Regions from separate parts of the Pan troglodytes genome. Here region 2 is linked to region 1. A link is a contact called in public Hi-C data. All regions are on one chromosome and are shown on one strand. Each heading gives the region's core, a stretch centred on a gene start, on an enhancer-like site or on the middle of the called end of the contact. The rest is flanking DNA. Distances are from core to core; before and after follow the strand shown. Region 1 has its middle 280 kb from the start of GSDMC. Region 2 has its middle 140 kb from the start of GSDMC.

Region 1 (7,889 bases), core at 3,003-5,502:
CAAGATGTACTAGATTCAAAAGCCATTTAATCTTGCCCAAGCATGTAAAAAGACGAGATTGGGAAAGCAAAGCATTCACAATATTTCAGCAGGAATCATTAGATATCTTGGACACTTTACACAAAACACAATCCTAATGAGTGAATCATGAATTAGTAGACCCTGAGAGTGAGGATTTCTCCTACCCCAATGTCAAGACAATTTAAACTTCATGCAGAACGTGTCTGGCTACAAGAGTTCCGGCTTTTGCCAAACCTCATAGAATGAATTGGAACCATTTTACAGACCTCTACATTCTTATAGGGCTCCCCACCCTGAGCTCCGGTCCCTCTAATGCTGTGTTTCTGTGCGGATGATAGCTCTTGGGGCCTCGGGTTTGATTCAGTGCATGCCAGGACTTGGAGACATTTTAAACAAGTTAGAATCCATGTGTTGCCTTCAATTAAAGGTTTTGTAAGGCAAAGGAACACCAACTCAGCCACCAAATATTTGGGTCTGGGGAAGTTTCTTCAACCTTTCTGACAGGCCAAGTGTGATGTGGCAAGCCTGGCTCCTGTCAAAAGCAATGAATGAGACAGAAATGAACATTGTGAAAATTAGGCTTGTCACCAACCTAAGCCACTGAACATTCAAATGCGTGGCATGCAAAGTGTGGTTTGAACATCATAGCCTGGAAAGCAATAAGAATTCTTGGTAGGATTTGGGTAATTATGAGAAATGCTTGAAAAAAAATCAACCTCAATGTAAAAATGAATAATTAGAAAAATATCAATGGTCAGATAGAGGGTAGGAATCGGTAAAGAATATACAATTTCTATGTAGACTCAATATTGGTTTGCTTACCAAATTCATTCATTCTGTGAGTATTTACCCAGCCTGAACTTTGAGTGTATTTGGAAGTATTATGGAGGCTATAAAAGACTTAGATGTAAAGAAAGGTTTGAGTGAAGAGAGTGCACCAAAAACTCTAATACTAGTGAAAAGTCATAAATTTCCCAAAAATATCTATTTTCAAGGTCATTATTGGGTAAAGAGTATGGGGCTTGGGAAGTCCAGTATCTGACAGTCTTGGCTCTCCTATTTATGTAATATGTAACCTTGGATATTATGGTAAAGACTGACATACAGTGCCTGGCATATTGCAGATATTCAATACGTTCTCAATGAATGGATGAATGAATTAGCAATGCTTCTTTTTTATTAGACAGGGTCTTACTCTGTCATCCAGGCTGGAGTGCAGTGGCATGATCACCACTCACCACAGCCTCAACTTCCTGGGCTCAGATGATCCTCCCACCTCAGCCTCTCAAGTAGCTGGGACTACAGATGCATGCCACCACACCAGGCTAATTTTTGTATTTTTGGTAGAGATGGGGTTTCTCCATGTTGCTCAGGCTGGTCTTGAATTCCTGGGCTCAAGCAATCCTCCTGCCATGGCCTCCCAAAGTGCTGGGATTACAGCAGCCATTGCACCCAGCCATGAGTGCTTCTTATGGGCCACACAATGTGCTAAGTGTATGCACATTCTCTCATGAATTACAAACACCCTATGAGGCAGCTACTACTATTGTTCCTATTTTACAAATAAGAAAATTGGAGTTTAGAGAGTTTACGTACCTTGCATAGGGTTGCACAGCTAGTGAGTAGGCAAGCCAAAACTCAAATCCAGCCTTTCTCATTCCAAAAACAAATCTCAAATCTCTGTCTTAGAATAAATTGTTCTTATATGGAATAGGAATAGAAAAAAATCCCAGGAGAAACTGAGAAAATCAGTTTTACCTGAATCACCATCAAGCCTACCAGTTTCTACTCAACTGAGCTAGTTCACACAAGGTAAACAGCCACATGGACCTCTGAAGTTGACTTTATGGTGAGAAAGCGTCCTTAGTCCTTATTAGAGGCTATGAGACAGGGACTGACCAAGTAGCTTTCATACTTATTACCATAGTGAACCCTCCCCACAACCCAGGAAAGCAGGCATTGGTGCTCCTGTTTTACAGAAGCAGTAGAGGCACAGTTTGAGCCCAGGCTTATCGAGATTATATCATAATACAAGTTCCATCCAACCCCAGGTAAAAATTAAAGGACTTGCTGGCCCAGATGATACTTTGCTCTCTTCTTCTTGTTGAAGATCATGACCTTTTAGGGAAAGGAACATTTGCAAAGTGTGGACCTGCTATCAAAATGATACTGGTAACTGGGCTTTGCAGTGAAGATCACTGCTAATCATGTCAGAAAAAATGGGTTCCTGGAAGGGAAAGTCACCATCACATCAATGACAAGGACAACAGCTGGGCAGGCAAACTGATGAAGTAGACTTCAAATCAAAATTTTAGAAAAAGAAGGCCGGGCACAGTGGCTCATGCTTGTAATCCCAGCAGTTTGGGAGGCTGAGGCGGGTGGATCACTTGAGGTCAGGAGTTTGAAACCAGCCTGGCCAACATGGCGGAACCCCATCTCTACTAAAAATACAAAAATTAGCCAGCATGGTGGCAGGTGCCTGTAATCCCAGCTACTTGGGAGGCTGAGGCAGAAGAATTGCCTGAACCTGGGAGGCAGAGGCTGCATTGAGGCAAGATCGCACCACTGCACTCCAGCCTCAGTGACAGAGCAAGACTCCATCTCAATAATAATAATAATAATAATATTTTAAAAGAAGGGGCAAAACTGATCCTGTACAACTGAAAACTAGAAAGAACTAAAATCATGAAAGACTCTGGAGACACACAGGAAAAGAAACAAAGTCAGCAGCATTGCCAAGAAGACAAAAGAAAGAAAACACAACAAACAATTCTAAGGCCTCTAGATGCTTCCATCCAACAAACATACTGGTTAGAAATGTAGAACTAAATTAAATCCAAGAGTTTCTATCAGGTATCATGTTGTAACACGAGGTAGGAGCACAGAAAGAAACCATGATACAGATACCATCATAGGTAAAAGCAGTGGCTCAAAGTCAGACTTGACTTCATGTCTTATCTACCATTTCTAGGTGAATAATTTGGGCAAGTGGCTTAAGCTTTCTGAGCCTCAATTGCCCTAACTGTAAAAGAAGGTTAATAACATCGCCTCATTGGGTTACTGTGATGATTAATTTTTTGAGTGTAAAATGCTCAGCATATAATAAAATGCTCAATAAATATTGAACATAGTATATTACCATTGAGAATATTACAAAGTATGAAGGAAGCAGATCAGAGACAGTTCCTGAAACAAGATGTTTTAGCTATGTCTTGAGGGAATGTAAAAGTTCATGAGGTAGAGACTTCCTGGGGTGGGTGAAGTAGCAGTGAATGGTTGGGGGGGTGAGGTGAGGGTGACAAGGTAGGTTGGCCTCTTTGCCTCCAGTGTTGCCCAACCCCATTCATTATCCATTCCATCTCCAATCATTTCCCATTCTATCTCTGAGCACAAACCCAATCCTGCCACTACCCCTGCTTAAAACCTGTGAATGACTGTGTTTGGATTCAGGGTAACATTTAAACTCTTAGCATGCAGCCTCCGAGTAATGTGCTCATTCCATGTCTATTTATTTAGCATCTACTGTATGTCAGGACCTGTTTTGTGAAGAAGAATAAATGGGCCTTGACTACGAGAAATTCACAGACCAGTGGAGAGAAAGATGAAGGACAAACAGGTTCAGTATATTACAGTCAGAGCTATGATAGGTATATGCCTACAACACTGTGATGAAGAAAAAGTCTCACACCTCTTTTAGATTGGTAGTCTCATGGAAAGCCTTACAGTAGAGATATGGTTGAGCTGAGTTTTCAAAACTAAATAGGAGAAGAATAGGAAAATATCTAGAGAAAATATAGGGAACAGCATACAGAAAAGGACAGAGGCAACACAAACTGCATATCAGTGGTATTCCTAAGAGTCCATTGTTGCTGGAGCTTAGAGAGGTGCACATGTCAGGCTGTAAGAGACAAGGGGGACTAGTAGCCACCCAGAGACCAGATCAGTGTTCTCGGATGCCATGCTAAGGAGCTTGCCCTTTATCTTGTGAATAACAGAGAACCAGAGAAAGGTCATGTTCAGTGCTGTGAATATGGTCTGAGCAGGGGCCAGAAGAGAGGGAGAGGGATCACTGAGGGGCTCTTGCAATAATCTGGGCTATCCAAGATGAATGAATGAATAAACAGATGAATGAATGATCATACAGATGAATGGTTCTGATAAGTTCTGCTGGAGTTTCTACTCACATGAGAAAAGGAAGTGGCTTTCACATGCTTTTCAACTGCTCTCCCTTCCCCCACCCCCAGCACTCATGAATGGTTTCTCTCTTTTGCACGCATGTGTGTCTCTTCCTCATATACTGATTTCAGAGCTGCAGCCTAAGCGTCTTGTATTGTGCTGGTTATATTTAAACAATTCACTGTGTGAGGCAAGTGCCCAAACCAATTAAATAGAAATCTTCAAGAGTCCCAGGCAGAGAATAGAAATCAACAGTCAAGGTAGAGTTTGGACCAAAATGGTCATCAATTAGAGCTATTCTAAGATTGCTCTGACCATAGAAGAGTAAAATTGAGGGTGCTGAGAACAGGCAAATGTCTGAAAAGTGGGCACAAATTGTTAGCATTTTAAGAGGATAACATTGCTCTCAGATATGCCACATAAATGCAGAGGCCAAGGCTAGTTGTCTTTGATTCATTGATTTACTAGCATTAATACACAAAATTATATGTGTGCCATACAGTGAATAGTAGACTCAAAGATGAGTAAGACACAGTGTATACCTTCAGGAAGCTCCCAGTTTAGTGGAGCTGAATGGGAAGCCAGTTAAGCATACTACATTGCAATAGCTGCTGAGACATATGAAAAATAAGGGAGCACTTCATTCTACCTTGGAGTAAAGACAGCCTTGACATGAAAGTCAAGCAGGATCTAGAAGGGTGAGTTAGGCTTTGTAAAATCAGGTAAACAGCTCATACAAAGACATAAAGGTGTGAAAATGAGGTAGGACTTGGAGAACTAGAAAAATAATTTGGCCAAATCTGAACACTTAAAGCTGAGATCCTTAGTTGATGATCTCTTTGTCACTCCCTCTTGCACTCAGGACAATGGTTTCAAAAGGCGGTTCCCTACTCTTGACAGCAGAAAGGCTGGGGGGCAAACACTGTCTTCAGATAGAAAAGAGATACTGCTAATCAGCACATCAGGAAACCTATGACCCAACCATTGTTAAAAATGAAAGCAATTAGGTACAGTCCTTCTACAGGGAACTTCCTAAAATACATGTCTGAGATTATGAGCTTGTTCAGTTGCATGAGAAACAACAGGGAAAGCTAAACTTCTTTCCCAAGGCTGGCACTTACTTAGTTGAATGACCTTAGAAAGGTAAGAAACTCCCTGAATCTGTTTCTTTTTTTTTTTTTTTTTTTTTATTATACTTTAAGTTTTAGGGTACATGTGCACATTGTGCAGGTTAGTTACATATGTATACATGTGCCATGCTGGTGCGCTGCACCCACTAACTCGTCATCTAGCATTAGGTATATCTCCCAATGCTATCCCTCCCCACTCCCCCCTCCCCACCACAGTCCCCAGAGTATGGTATTCCCCTTCCTGTGTCCATGTGATCTCATTGTTCAATTCCCACCTATGAGTGAGAATATGCGGTGTTTGGTTTTTTGTTCTTGCGATAGTTTACTGAGAATGATGGTTTCCAATTTCATCCATGTCCCTACAAAGGATATGAACTCATCATTTTTTATGGCTGCATAGTATTCCATGGTGTATATGTGCCACATTTTCTTAATCCAGTCTATCATTGTTGGACATTTGGGTTGGTTCCAAGTCTTTGCTATTGTGAATAATGCCACAATAAACATACGTGTGCATGTGTCTTTATAGCAGCATGATTTATAGTCATTTGGGTATATACCCAGTAATGGGATGGCTGGGTCAAATGGTATTTCTAGTTCTAGATCCCTGAGGAATCGCCACACTGACTTCCACAATGGTTGAACTAGTTTACAGTCCCACCAACAGTGTAAAAGTGTTCCTATTTCTCCACATCCTCTCCAGCACCTGTTGTTTCCTGACTTTTGAATGATTGCCATTCTAACTGGTGTGAGATGATATCTCATAGTGGTTTAGAATCTGTTTCTTAATCCATAAAGGGGGATGAGTACTTGTGTGATAATTCCCACTCCATAGGATTATTGCAAGAATTAAATATGACATATATAAGATGATCATGCACAGAGCCTAACACATGTAATGAACAAATGTGAGCCCCCTTACCTTCCTCCTGTCCCCTTCAGTCCTGGACTGAGTTCAATGCACACATCTTGCACAGAATAGATGTTCATATATTCTTGGTTTAAGTGCCTATCAACCTTCATATAATTCCACTGCGTCTACTGAAAGATGGCAGAAGACGGACAGTCATAATGTTTACTATGGGCCAAATCCTTCTCCCATATTTGCTCCTTTAATTTTCCCAACTCAATGAAGTAGCTCAGTGAAGTAGCTCAATGATGTAGCTCGGTGAAGTGCCCCACTTTGCAGTTGACAAGTTCTAAGGCTCAGAGTTGAAGTGACATCCGAGGTCATTCGGCTAGTGACATGGCAGAGTTCTGTGCCCACTGTGATAGTCGGACTCTCCAAAAGTGGCCACTTCCTGAGATGAGGCTGAGGTGATCTCAGTCACCTATGCAAACCAGATCTGGATATGGTTATGACTTGTACCGGAGTGGCATTGTCTTGAACCTTGCTCAATTACATCTGCCAGTATGTCCTGCATATCAGATCCAACGTCCACGTGACTTGCTCTGTTTAAGGTGGTATTTCTGGAACTTTTTTATTAATGATAAACAACAAGAAGAATTCTCATGATACTGAAAGAGTCTGTGAGGAAGTGGCCTAAGCAATAATCTATAGGCTTTCTTAATATCCTACATGAGTACAAAAACAAGCAAACAAACAAAAACACAGAAAATCAACCAAATGAGTTGGATATGACACAGTTAAAAATGTGCAAAATGTCCTTGTTTCTCTGTATCAGTCATTTTGGGGCCACTTTGGGGAGGTTTTGTGCCTTTTTTTAAACTTCCAGATTTCATACTTTCTGTTCAGCTTTTGCAACTTCCCATGAGTACAGTTATAAAGAAAATAGAAAAAAACAGAACCTCAGCCCTCCTGTATCACTTTTAAGAAGGTGCTTCTTGCAGAAGAAAATTTGGGCCATAAAAAGCCCTTACAGGTCTGCTTTAGCTCTCCCCTTCAAGAGCATTATTTTTCTTCTTTTTTTTTTTTTGTCTTTTATTTTTTTCTGGTAAGTAAGTAGTCTTCGGATGATCGGCGTTGCATATCTTTGGGAAAAATTCATGCCAGACTAGTCAAATCATAACGGCTGCTATCATCAGTTCGCTATGGTTTCCAAGTCACTCTCCAACACAGAAACCACACATACACAGAACTACATAAGTCTCCTCTAATTTTGACATTGGAAATATCCATTTCAAAGTTTTTAGGTTAAAAATGAACATAATCACAAAATAGCATCTGATCATCACAAATCTAAAATAGAATCCAGATCATGCAGTGTACAATGCTCATTGACTACGCCTTTCCATTTCTTAGCACACAGAAATAAACTCTGGATGTCTGCATGGCACACTACTTATGGTGGTCTACCTACTGTAAGCAGCTGGCAGCTTTGGTCACTCGATATGAACCTCCCAAGCAAAAGGACTGCAGTGTGCCATTTACCTGGAAAAAAAGAAATGTGCCTTCTTGTTGTTCTACCACTGACTACCTGAGAAACATTGTGTTAATCCCCCACACTGAGCAACTCTCTCTTTAGCTTTCATCTGAAAATATTTCTAACATGCATTATTATACATTATCTTCTTGAAAAAAGCCATGCAAAATATTGTCTT
Region 2 (7,889 bases), core at 2,077-4,576, 140 kb after region 1:
TAATTTGTCAGGCACTCACGAACCCTATTTTTAAATCTGAAAAAAGCAGACACACAATGGATAGGTAGCCAGGCTAGCAGACGCCAAAACCTCCCATGCTAAATCAGGGTCCACATTGCCACTAACTCACTTCTCCTTTCAGAGGTAGGCAGGGAAAGTAGGAAGTCACCCAACAGTAATGACAACCAACGTGCTCAATGCCTTTCAGGTTGAAACTCCATGTTCTCATCTTGCCTTTACGTTAAACAATACAGCAGTGTTAGTGGGTGAGCACAGCTATACCCCCAGTCTTGGATGAGGAAGCAGAGGCTCTAGGGAGGTGAGGTGGCTTCCCCAGGGAATAGCCAGAAGGCAGCTCAGCTGGAACTCAAGCCCAGGTCTCCAAATCTTTATAGCCAGCAGTGGGTTGGGTGCTTGGGGGAAGCTCCAAACGGATAAACGGTAAAAGGCCTGACACGAAAATAAAAGCAACTATCATTAGAGAAAGCAGGCAATTGAGGGGGCCAGGAAACAGCTGGAAGGAGACAAGGCTCAGAGCAGTTCCAGAGAGCAGGCACTTGGGGACAGATAGGGAGGAGCATAGCAAGTCCCTAAGGGGGTGCGGCAGGGAGCCCAAACCATGTACTGCTGCCAAGAGAGGGATCAAGGGAGCTTCTCAGTTTGCAGGGCACAGCAGAAAGAACCCAACAGACCTGGATACTAGGCTGGCCAAACTTCTCAGCTTACCCAAGACTGAAGTGGTTGCTGCGATAAGGAACTTTCCATCTTAAAACCAGCAAAGCCCCAGCCAAGCCAGGATGAGTTGATCACCCTAGTTAGAATTCCAGCCCTGTCACTTCCTAGCTATGTAAACCTTGGGCAAACTACCTCCCCACTTCTGATCCTAATCACCACTAAAGTAGGGGTAACAATGTGACCCTGGCAGGTTGATCATGAGATTTAAGTGAAAAAAACTCTAACATAACCATCTGGCATTTGGAAGGCATTCAATACATGGCAGACATTATTATTACTACGAAGTTATTAAAATGAGATTTTCAACTGTACTTTTCTCACCATTCTTGAACTTGAAATGCAGTCTTCGGCATTCTCCCAGAAATGATTCTCAGGAGTTGGGTTTGCAGCCAGCTGTTATGGATCTTCATAAACACCAGAAACTTTGAGAAGCTGAGGCAACACTGTACAAGGATTAAGTGAAAACCCAGCTGTGAGCTCCTGGGTCCTGTTGCTACTTCTTGGAAGTTTCTATAACTTGTGGGATTGACATATCCTAGATAAACTTGGCTGCTGAATTGGTGTGTGCATCACACCAGGTTGACCCTGAGAGTAACAGCGAAGCCTTTCTTCATGACCTCCCAGACACCAAGCACTAGGTGCTCTTAACCTTCCCTGTTTATCCCAGACTATGCCCACGCCCATTGCCCACCCAGCCATCCCCATCACATTCCCCAAGGGGGCTGAAAGGAGTCATTGACTAATCTGGTAACATCACAACAACTGACCCCAGCATACAAAATCTAAGTATCCCCTCTATGAACATCATTTGAATTTCCAGGAGTACTTGATGCATTAATCATAGCTCTATTATAAGCAGAAAATTCAGGCTCATGCTCTCTCTTGCTCTCTCTCTCTCTCTCTTTCTGTTAAAGTCCTTACTTTGAGACTCTGCATTATACTGTAAGCTATATGCTCTTTGAGCATCAACTGTCATTGTACTTATTACACTGTAGTGTCATAATCTGTCTATGTGTCCTGAACTCAACAGAACTCTTGAAAGACAAAAACCATGTGTCATCCATGGAAACAATATAGTATAGCTATTAAGAATACCACGTCCCAACTGTTAATGGGTACAGGTTTATTTTGGGGGGATGAGGCATGCTATGAGACATGTTCTAAAATTGACTGTGATGTTTGCTCATCTCTGTCAAATATACTAAAAACCATTGAATTATACACTATAAATAGGCAAATTATGGAGTACATGACTTATCACTCAGTAAAGCTGTTTTGAAAAAGAAAAAGGATGCTACTGCCTCCCTTTAAATTCTGGCTTCACTACTTACTGTAGCAAGTTACATAATTTCTCTGTGCCTCAGTTTCTTCATCTGTAAACTGGATTAAAGCAATACCTACCTCAAAGGGACACTAAGAGGAATTAAATTGGAAATTATTTTTAAAGTCATTAACAACAGTTTCTGGAACATATAGAGCAGTATGCAAGGATAGTTTTTTATTTTTCACCTCTATTCTCAGAACATGGTTTAGTGCCTGACACATAGTGAGTAAATGATAAAGATTTTTAAAATGTATAACCCAGCTTATAAGTACCTACAGGAACTCAAATATGGGGCACGTTAGTTGCTATGCCTTACTCAATAGAAAGAGGACTGAACTAAGTTGCCAAATGACTTGGGTTTGAGGCTGGGTACAGTGGCTCACACCTGTAATCCCAGCATTTTAGGAGGCCAAGGCAGGCAGATCACTTGAGGTCAGGAGTTCGAGATCAGCCTGGCCAACATAGTAAAACTCCGTCTCTACTAAAAATACAGAAATTAGCCAGGCATGGTGCCTGCAATCCCAGATACTCAGGAGGCTGAGGCAGGAGAATTACTTGAATCCGGGAGACGGAGGTTACAAGATCATACCACTGCACTCCAACCTGGGTGGCAGAGCAAGGCTCCATCAATACATACATACATCATACATACATACATGACTTGGGTTTGAGTTCTGATCACCACATTAGAGCAGGCTGACTTGAAAAAACCACTTTCCCATTTACCCTGAGACTCTGCATCCTCATCTGCCGAAACTGACAATTTTGCTTCTACCGAACTGAAAGGGTAGTTTCAAAGATGAAATGAATCAATGTGTATGAAAGCTCTTTTAAAACCATCATGTGCAAATATAAGTTTCTCCGAGAAATTTGTCGTCCTAAAGATGGCCCGGGTTGCCCTCTTACCCTAAAAGTCTCCTTATTCACTCCCAGCCCGCCTCACTCGTTCATCATTGCAGGAAAATGTGCCAAAGATCAAAAACAGGTGAGATCCGACCCCAGGGAAAGAGCAAAGAAGTAACTGGACTGTAGGCACCAGCTGGTCCTGTTCTGCCCTGCCCTCGTAGAACTGTGAACAGCTAAGAAGTGCTGTTCCTTTAAACTTTGCCCCTTTGTGGTTCACAGATGAGTAGATTCAGGCAGCAGCTGTCAGCTCTGCAGGCAGCAGAGAATCTTTCCAGAGCAGCATTCCCAGCAGTGTCAGCGTGGGAGGATGAAATTAGGTGAGCCAAGCAACCTGAAAGTCCTCATTCTAAAGCCTCTACTGCCATCTACTGCCTCTCTGAAGAACTCATTGGCAAAAAGCCAAGAAAAGACTGCAATGGAGGTGGGGTAGAGAGGAGCCTTAGCGATAGACTGAATTGTCTGGATCAATTAGTCCACCCTTCATTCTCCAGCTGGGGAAAATGAGACCCAAAGAGGTAAAGAGGCTTGTCTGAAGTCACTCTGCTAGCCCACGGCAGCCCATCATCTCTTGGATACACATATTAGCTCTGCCCCACAACACACTGTTTCTGTCTGAATATATAAACTATCAATAAAGCTGGCTTCGAGCAGAGAGGTTTGTGTGGTTGTTATTATTGAGACAGGGTCTCACTATGTTGACGAGGCTGGTCTTGAACTCCTGGCCTCAAGTGATCCTCCAGCATCAGCCTCCCAAAGTGTTGGGGTGACAGGCGTAAGCCACCACACCCAGCCAGAGGAAAGAGCTTCAGCCAGCTACCCTTTTCCTCGCCATTTTTTGGTTCCACCTTCTCTGCTTTGCACCAGAAACCCCAGACTGGACCTGTTGTCTTATCCATCTAGAACCCAGTGTCTCATACTGTCCAGCAGTCCCTTTCAGGGAGAAGACATTGAGCCGTTCACTTGAAAGCATTTGCTTTCTTTTTTTTTTTTTTTTAAAGAACATGAAGAATAGGACAAATCCTGTTTAGCAGACACTCCACACCCCCATACTACAGAAAGCAAACTAAGGCTCAGGGACATCGAAGAATTGGCTTCTAATGTGCCTGACATTAGGATCACCTGGGTATCTTTTACAACCTCCAACGCTCAGGCCACACCCAGACCTATTGAATCAGAATCTCTGGGTTAGAAAACAGGCATCAGTAGTTTTTGAAGCTCTCCCACACCCAGGTGATTCCAACATTTAGGTAGGCTTGGGAACCACTGACTTACGTTCTCCTAATTAGTAGGTAAAATGGCAGGGACCCAAGTCTTTCAACTTCCAGGCCACTGAAGAAAAGTGATGTCCGTATTTTAGCTGTTTGCATCACCCTTTGAAGATTTTTGCCACTTCCACACACTAACTATATTAATATGTGAAGTGACCCCATTTTTTTACTTAAAGCAATGTATTTTTAAAAGAACACTCTTACTCTCGGGAATGGAAAAACAATCTCTTGTCACAAAACAAAAATCAACCTTTAAAGACACACACTAAAACCCAAAAGTTAAAATGAAAAAGTACATCCATGTATGAAATAAAGTTATCTCACTTTCTAATTTGGGGGAGCCATTACAAAGAAAGATACCCTCTCTGCTCCTGATTAGACTGAAAGAAATGTGGCAAAAACACATTTGGGGACAGAGAGTATCTGTGCTCACTCCGCACTTCTCCATGTATACGCACCATTTTCTCTCTCTGTCATTCTGTCTCTCTCTAGCCTCGCTACTAAGCTCGGGAGGAACTCCCATCAGCTTTCCCTGTGTTGTAAGACCTAAGCCCAGGACTGCGGGTTCTGGCCAAATTGTAATTGTGACAGCATCCTGCCCAGGACTTACCCGACAGCGGAGAACTGTCACTCATTACTAAGAGCAACAGACGTTCTTTCCGCATTGTCCTGGCCCTCTCTTGATAGGCTGGCCCGCGTGTTGGGGTGGAACCGTGGCACCACCAGCTCTTTGTGACCCCACCTGTGACTGCAGCCCAACTCCATGACCCCATTTCCGCTTCCTACAGGTGAGTGTCATCACGCTGTTTGCGCAGAACACAGCTGTTTGGCAAGGGCACGCAGTAGATGTGGAGTCCCAGCCCCAACTACTCTGGGCAGTGTCCTTTTCAATGCCACGGACCCACTGGTGGCTGACTGGGGCTGTCTTCATTGACAACAACAAAAAAAAGTTAGTTAACAATTGCTCCTGAAAACATCATTTGTGCCTGTTTTTAAATTATATGGTAATACATCTTTTGAACAACCATTTGAAAGAAAGCTGGTTATTCCATTTTTTCCCACTTAGAATCATCAACTTTACTCCTTTAAGAGAAAGAACTTTTTAAAACTGATTACCACATTAATATATGGTCAATTTAGATATTTAAGTAAAAGAAGAAAAGCAATAAGAAAAAAATTGAAAGCACTTGTAGTCCCACCACCTATAGAAGACCACCGTTAACCATATGCAATCATTCTTGTCTCTTTATTGTGTACTTTGTGCATTTTTATACAAATTAAGTTCATACAAAACATACTACTTGTATCATTTGTCTAACATAGCAATATATTACTATCATCTTTCTATCATTCAATGTTCCTATATGAAATCATTTATAAGGAATGTAGAATATTGTTTTCAAATGACTAAGATGAAGAGAGTGAACGAATTGATGTATTGAGGACCCTAAAAGTTAGATATTATAATGCCCATTTTAAAGATGTGAAAATGAAGGTAAGTGAGCAGCCAGTTAACCATAGAACAGAGATGCCCACCAGGTCTGCGTGGTTTCAGGCCTAAACTCCTTCTCCCATACCCGTGTTTCCTCCGCATGCCTTGTCATAAGACTCACCTTGGAAATCTGCATTATCAACATGTAATACATTTTATTATAAACTGAATTCCAATTGAGAACCTACAAAAAGCTACCTGAGGTCAGATCATGATTCAGAAGAAACAAGTTAACAAGATTGTGCCTCTGATGGAGACCAGACATGGTCAGATATGGTTTCTCACAACCTTACATGTCAAGAGGAAAGAACTCCAGACTAGATGTCAGGAGATCCGGGTTGTATTCTCACCTCCTCCAGTCACCAGCCAAAAAGTCATGGCCACATCATTCAATTTATCTGGGCCTCAGTTTTCTAATCTATATATTGGGATAACACAACCTTCCCTGTCAAGCTGAATAGATTCTAAATAGCAAAGGAAATAATGAAGCAATATACAAACATAAGAGACCTTTATGAATCCTACTACAGATCCATCAGCGGTGAATTTTCCAGCCCTCTAAAACACATCAAAGAATTGTAAACAGAGAAGGAAACTCTGAGCCCAACTAATTTTAGAGACAGAGAGACTGACTTCCTGAGAAGGTAGGCAGCTTGCCCAAAGATTCAGAGTGAGTTAGGAACCCAGCTAACACTAGAAGCCAGTGTCTGGATTCACACAGGAATATTCCTTTTATAAGACCACCTTTACGGTGATAAATGTCCCAGACGCGTTCACATAAACACGTTGACAGCAATTCAGTTTAGTTCCATTTATTTCAGTTAAGTAAAGATAAGCTGAGCATTTGTTTGCCACGTACAGTGACCTCTTCAGTCAAGGAATTCCAGCTCTTGTTTTTGTCTTAACTTCTTTCAACTTTGAGGATTTCTTTGCATGTTCCTTACCTAACAAGACCAGCCTGAAAAGAGTAGAAAAAAACATAAAGAAACTTGGAGTCTGAATTTTCCACATGCTGGGAGCTCTCACACCCAATTCCAGATACAGCACTCTCCTGAATGTGACCTCAAGTGGTTTCCTCAATTGATCACATCCCAGGAATTTGGAGAGCTTCCAGGGCAGGGAAAATTAGTTACAGAGTCACAGAGCGGTGCGGCCTGTCACATGAAAGTCACTTCCAGCTTGGAACGGATTGCACATTCCTGCCTTCTGAGTGGTGTTTCAGATGACTGGGATCTGGCCTGTCTGCGGACAGGCCCCAAAGCAGCAGAAGGAAGCCAGGGGGCAGGGGCATTCCAACACTGTGCCCGAGACCCGCAGTCACAGGAAAGGAGAACTTCCTGAGGCTCCTCCAAGACTTGCCTCAACTTAATGGTGTTTGAGCAAAAACATCAAGTTTCCATTTACCTCCATTTTGAAACACTGAAAGCATTTGTCATTAAATAGCATGATGACTCTCCTGCCTCAACTCAGAGCTTTGTCAAACCGCTCACATGGCATAAACAAGGATGATGGGGTTTCCTACACATATATCAGAACTTCTAAATGCTTCTTATATGCCAAGTACCATTATATACCATTATATATATACCATTATATACCATTAGATGAGCCTTGGCTCATCTAATCCTTACAGACAACCTCAGGAGAGAGGTGCTGTATATCACTATCACAGCCAAGGAACCTGGGGCTCAGGATGGTTAAGTAACTTGTACAAGGTCAAAAATTGGCAAATGACAATGCACGAACTTAACACAGATCTGTCTGACTCCAAATCCCAGGTCTACACTGGCTGGATAAATATGAGGTAGAGGCCACACGTAGTAGCTCACGCCTGTAATCCCAGCACCTTGGAAGGCCGAGGCGAGTGGCTAACCTGAGGTCAGGAGTTCAAGACTAGCTTGGCCAACGTGGTGAAACCCCGTCTCTACTAAAAATACAAAAACTAGCTGAACGTGGTGGTGCATGCCTGTAATCCCAGCTACTTGGGAGACTGAGACAGGAGAATTGCTTGAACCCGGGAGGCGGAGGTTGCAGTGAGCCAAGATCGCGCCATTGCACTCCAGCCTGGGCGACAAAAGCGAAACTCCATCTCAGTAAAAAAATATGTATATATGAGGCAGAATGACCTTCAAATAATACACAATGGTTTCAGAATCTGGCCTCT

The links. Hi-C and Micro-C count contacts between places; a contact is called where the count stands out from the background.
Region 2: a contact with region 1 is called in a Hi-C map of induced pluripotent stem cells, with 2.0 times the contacts expected there. The contact joins two enhancer-like sites. A contact is called at or near these places in 3 of 7 Hi-C or Micro-C datasets (blood, induced pluripotent stem cells and stem cell-derived neural progenitor cells) and 1 of 1 other capture datasets (stem cell-derived neural stem cells).

The regions. Positions count from the first base shown.
Region 1 is chr7:139,792,064-139,799,952 of NHGRI_mPanTro3-v2.0_pri, forward strand. No RefSeq gene overlaps it. Among named protein-coding and RNA genes, the nearest start is that of GSDMC, 280 kb to the right of the region's middle. Within about 2 kb of position 4,253, at least 1 of the 24 cell types and tissues checked has an H3K27ac peak or open chromatin away from gene starts, as enhancers often do.
Region 2 is chr7:139,928,980-139,936,868 of NHGRI_mPanTro3-v2.0_pri, forward strand. No RefSeq gene overlaps it. Among named protein-coding and RNA genes, the nearest start is that of GSDMC, 140 kb to the right of the region's middle. Within about 2 kb of position 3,327, at least 8 of the 24 cell types and tissues checked have an H3K27ac peak or open chromatin away from gene starts, as enhancers often do.